2 separate regions of the Sus scrofa genome follow, and region 1 is linked to region 2. A link is a contact called in public Hi-C data. All regions are on one chromosome and are shown on one strand. The core of a region is the stretch at or near the end of the contact, and the rest is flanking DNA. Distances in the headings are between cores, read along the strand shown.

The links. A called contact is a pair of places that touch in the nucleus more often than the background predicts.
Region 1: a Hi-C map of liver shows a contact between it and region 2, with 11 times the contacts expected there. The contact joins two enhancer-like sites. A contact is called at or near these places in 5 of 47 Hi-C or Micro-C datasets (embryonic fibroblasts, fetal liver, fetal skeletal muscle and 2 more) and 1 of 2 datasets of contacts at active chromatin or transcription factors (alveolar macrophages).

What each region holds. Positions count from the first base shown.
Region 1 is chr8:30,172,962-30,175,661 of Sscrofa11.1, forward strand. The region is part of intron 1 of TLR6 (toll like receptor 6); the gene reads right to left. Among named protein-coding and RNA genes, the nearest start is that of TLR6, 6.3 kb to the right of the region's middle. Within about 2 kb of position 1,305, at least 19 of the 83 cell types and tissues checked have an H3K27ac peak or open chromatin away from gene starts, as enhancers often do. A contact at or near this core is called in alveolar macrophages, fetal liver and liver, where this site is marked.
Region 2 is chr8:29,261,461-29,264,160 of Sscrofa11.1, forward strand. No RefSeq gene overlaps it. Among named protein-coding and RNA genes, the nearest start is that of PGM2, 45 kb to the right of the region's middle. Within about 2 kb of position 1,306, at least 22 of the 83 cell types and tissues checked have an H3K27ac peak or open chromatin away from gene starts, as enhancers often do. A contact at or near this core is called in alveolar macrophages, fetal liver and liver, where this site is marked.

The DNA of each region.
Region 1 (2,700 bases), core at 55-2,554, 910 kb after region 2:
AGGCTCTGGGGATCTACTGTGCAGCCTGGTGCTGTTGGGGAGATGGCTCGGATCGTCAGCGTCGGAAAATAAGACACATGAACATGGGGAGATCTCGACAAGGCTCTTTACTTCTGCAGAAGGGCGCGGGTACTCAAAAAGCGCACGCACAGAAAAGACATTATCCCTAACGCAGGTGATGTACCTGTCCCCTTCCCATTGGTCACGTCAGGGCGACATTCTTCCCGGTTGGCTAATTTGAAACAAACTGTTACTGGGAGAAGAGGGAAGAGGAGGGGCTGCAAAATGGAGTAATGGGAGATTTCCTTTGATAGAAAAGATATTATGTTACTTTCCACAGTGCCTATAGTTAACCATACTGTATAATATACTTGAAAGTTGTTAAGAGAGTAGATCATAAGTATTACCCCCCCACCCACACTAAAAGGAAATTATGTCAAGTGATGGATATGGGTAACTAACCTTATCGTGGTAATGTCTTTGCAATACATATGTGTGTTAAATCGTCACGTTGTAGACCTTAAACCTGCACAATGTTATATGCCAATTATATCTCAATAAAACTGAAAAATACAAAGAACTGGGCAAGAGGTAGGGAGGGACTTGAGGCGGCACATTGCATTCTGAGTGGTGTAAGCCATGCAACAGTATTTGTAAATGGTAAGAACACTAGCAAGTACATTCATCAGAAATTGCAGTTTGTATATATCATACTCCATTAGGTCAAAGTGTTAGAGGGTTGAGCAATGAGACTAAGAGAAACTACTATTTTATACTCATAGTATAAAGTCATCTGTTAAAACAAATAGCCTACAATGAACATATAACATAGAGGAACACTTAGGCAATAAATAACATTGCGTCAAATTTACAAGGTAATCATGCTGAAAATACAAGGATACATTGACAGTGAATGTAGGAGAAAATGTCCCGATAAAAAGGTAGAAAGGAGAGATCCCGGCCACGGTGACTAAGCAAAGTCCAGCCAACTGCCCCTAACCACCCTCCCCACACATCTGCTTCTGTGAACTTGTTTCCGCACCTACTCCCTCGCCTGACCTCACTCCGGTCCGACCAGCCAAGCACGGACCCGGAAGAGGTAGCCCATAAAAACCTTGTGAAACCCTTCTTCGGGGCTCAGACTCCGGAGAGCCATCTCCTCTGAGCCCGCCGGCAAAATAAACCTGAAGTCTCCAACTCTCTGAGTACTCGCTGGGTTTCTCGCCCCGTAAAAGAGCTGATCCACTGCAGCCACAGAGCTGCTGGAGCTGGGACACGACAGCCACAGGGCTGTCGCCAGAGCTGATACGCTGTGACGCAGAGCTGCTGAGCAGCTGCCATAACATGAAAGTATTCAATGTATTTCTCTGGGTCATAGATCAAGAAGCAAAAAATAAACATTCATGGAATATTTACTAAAATTGATTGTTTCTTAGGTAAATAAATGTTTAAATAAACACCCCAAAGCAGAAATTGTTAAAGGAATACTTCTATTTCTATTTCTTTTCTTTTTTTTTTTTTAGGGCCACACCCACAACACCTGGAGGAATAGCTCCCCCAAACCCCTATAGGGCAATAGAGAAGGGCGGCTCTTCTTCCCCCTCCCAATAACCCTGGGAGCTATCTGCTTTCCTGTAATAAAAACTTGCTTGCTTGCTGCCTGTGTGTTCATTGAGTTCATTCTTCAACTACTGTGAACAAGAACCTGGACTCCAGTACCATCTTTATGGCACCAGTGGCAATGCCAGATCCTCAACCCACTCACTGAGCCAAGCCAGGGATCAAACCTGAGTCCTCACAGATAATAGTTGGATTCATTACCACTGAGCCAAAATGAGTATTCGCAAAATAAAACTTTTAAAATTACCTTTAAAATTTTTTCTAAATATATTCCGGATCAAAAAAAAAAAAAAATCACATTTTCAGGAGTTCCCATTGTAGCTCAGTAGGTAAAGAACATGACATAGTATCTGTGAGGACTCAGGCTTGATCCCTGACCTCGCTCATTGGGTTAAGGATCCAGCATTGCTGCAAGCTGTGGTGTAGGATCTGGTGTTTCCACAGCTGTGACAAAAGCTGCCAGCTGTGGCTCCAGTTCGACCCCTGGCCTGGGAATTTCAATATGCTGCAGGTGTGGCTATGAAAGAGAAAAAAAAAATCACATTTTAAAATACAAATATTAAAAATTATGAGTCAGCAGGGTGATATGCTCATGCTCCATCCTCCTCCTCTTGCTCTAAATCCCCAAAATGATGAAACACACACACACACTGAAAAGCAGGAAGCTAAGCCTTTAGGGGAACTGAAACCAAGAGAAGTCTCTGCAATCCACAAGCAGATTTGGACTATGATAAACAGAATACTAGCCTCCCAGAGATGTCTACTTCCTAATCCCAGAATTTGTAAAATGCTGTAACATGGAAAAAGGGAATTAAAGTTGCAGATGGTATTAAGGTTGCTAATCAGCTGACCTTAAAATTATTCAGGTTGGTCTAATGTAATCACAAGTGTCCCTAAAAGTGGAAGATGAAGACAGAAGAGGTCAGAGTGATGAGATTCGAGAAAGACTTAACCTTCCTTGAAGAAGATGGCCATGAGCCAAGGAATGTAGGTGGCCTCTTAAAGCTCAAAAAGTAAGTAAGCAGATTCTCCTCAAGAGCCTCCAGAAGCAATGCAGCCTGGCCAACACCTTGACTTAAA
Region 2 (2,700 bases), core at 56-2,555:
TTGCTCTGTGAGTTGGGGATCTGCCATTGCTGTGAGCTATGGTGTAGGTTTGAAGACATGGCTCGGATCCTGAGATGCTGTGGCTGTGGTGTAGGCTGGCAGCTGCAGCTCTGATTTGATCCCTAGCCTGGGAACTTCTGTATGCTGCAGGTGTGGCCCTGAAGAAAAAAAAAAAAAAAAACAGAAAATCATGACGGATCTCCATTTGAAAATGTTTCTTTTGTTTAAAAATATGTGAAGGTTGGCTCAATGGTTAACAAACCATTGTCTTGGACTAGTAACCAAGACGTTGCCTGTTTGATCCCTGGCCTCACTCAGTGGGTTAAGGATCCCGCGTTGCCATGAGCTGTGGTGTAGGTCGCAGATGTGGCTCAGATCCCCTGTTGCTGTAACTGAGGCGTAGACCGGCGGCTACAGCTCCGATTGGACCCCTAGCCTGGGAACCTCCATATGCCTCGGGTGCGACCCTAAAAAGACCCCCCAAAAAAAAATTAAAAAAATAGATAAATAATGTGAAGGTCAATGAGTCTGAATGAATACAAATAATGAACTAAACAATTATTGCTGCCAGAAGAAAAAGCTGCCCTGAGGAGACATGCCATTCTACCCTTTCTCAAAGGGTAATGATGAACCAGCGCCTCCTAGAAACCTTATTAGGGGATTCAAGGCTGGGAGGATGGTTGTTTTGTTACAGCAGCTGCCCAGCAGCCCTGTGCTGCAGCGTTATCAGCTCTGGCGACAGCCCTGTGGCTGTAGTGTCCCAGCTCCAGCAGCTCTGTGGCTGCAGTGGATCAGCTCTTTTACGGGGCGAGAAACCCAGCGAGTACTCGGAGAGTTGGAGACTTCAGGTTTATTTTGCCGGCGGGCTCAGAGGAGATGGCTCTCCGGAGTCTGAGCCCCGAAGAAGGGTTTCACAAGGCTTTTATGGGCTACCTCTTCCGGGTCCGTGCTTGGCTGGTTGGACCGGAGTGAGGTCAGGCGAGGGAGTAGGTGTGGAAACAAGTTCACAGAAGCAGATGTGTGGGGGAGGGTGGTTAGGGGCAGTTGGCTGGACTTTGCTTAGTCATCATGGCTGAGGTCTCTCCTTTCTTCCTTCTTATTGGGACAGTTTCTCCTACAGCTTACCCCTGTCAGAATGCATGATTGTTTTGTTATGACCTTTTATAACCTCCTAAAGATGTTATCCACACCATCGACTGGGTCCACAAGAACTGCTCTGTCCTTCGTGGTCTCCCCACAACCCCATCCATGGAGACGTGCACCTTGATCAGAGGAAGAGTTTGCACTATGCAAATGTGGTGAGGTCACTTCGGAAGACCATTCGTCAGGTTGAACTAAAGAAAAAGAAAACAAAACTCTGCACTGATTCCCACGCACTTAGATGTCCATATAAACAAACTCTAGAGCTTTATGATCTCTTCCATATGTACACCAGCCCTCCACACCTGGATTATCCTGGGTGCTTTTATTTTCTGCCAAAAGAGAAAAATAGTAATTTCAATCCCTCCACCATGTCCCATCTAGATGGATTTTAAGGTGATGAGATTTTGCTCCTCCCACAGTTTTGTGGCAGTGTTACAGCAGGCAGAGAGGTAGGTGTGAACAGAGAAACAGAGGCCAAAGGCCAACTGGCAGGAAACCACGCATCTTGCAAACAGCAGGGGGTCCCAGGGCAGCAAAAAGAAGGAGGGGTGAGGGATTGGGGGGTGTCTCATGGCAGAAAAAGAAAAGCAGGAACTGACTGGAAACCACACATTTGAGGTGGTAAGTGTCCTGGAGGCAGAAAAAGAAAGGTTGGAAAAGGCAGGAATCTCCAGCATTCAAATGTAACCTGTTGCTCGTTACTTCCTCATTGCAATAAAATTAGCCTTACAGATAAAAAAATTCCATTAAGGACCAAGGCTCAGGACACTTCCAATCAAAGTTAAATAAGGACAAAAATCCCTCCCCCCTTCAGGAAGGTGGAGCTGGAATGAAAATCTGGATAAATGACAAGGGGGAAGGGGAGGGAGTGGGACGGACTGGGAATTTGGGGTTAATAGATGCAAACTGTTGCCCTGGGAATGGATGAGCAATGAGATCCTGCTGTATAGCACTGGGAACTTTATCTGGTCACTTATGATGGGGCATGAAGGAGCATAATGTGAGAAAGAGACTGTATAGATGTATGTGTGACTGGGTCACCCTGCTGTACAGTACAAAATTGACAGAACACTGTAAACTAGCCATAATGGAGAAAATAAAAATCATTTTAAATTAAAAAAAAGAAAATCAGGGTATAGGATCCCCAGTGAATACTCCGCCCCTTCATTTGTATGCCCCTCCTAACCCACTTGCTAAAGAAACGCAGGGCAACTGCTCACCTGTCTGCCTGCCTTCCCTCTGGAGGCTTGTTTCTCACTTAAATAAATCCTCACTTTGCCTTCTCAATTTCCTTCTAGTTTCTGATTCCTTCTGTGATGAGACAAGAGCCTTTCCACGGTAACAGCAGCTCATGAAGAGAATAAGTAAGGAGGAGAAACAAAGGCAAAGGAAAATATAATTAAATGACCTGCTTTTCACTCTGTCCTCTTTCTCCACAGCTTCTAGAAACTTCCTTTGTAGGTTCTTTCATGACTGCTTCTGGACCTTCAAAGCTGTCTAGGCTGAGACACAGGTAAAGGCAGAAAGGATCTGGACTGGAAAGCCCAGCAATTTCCT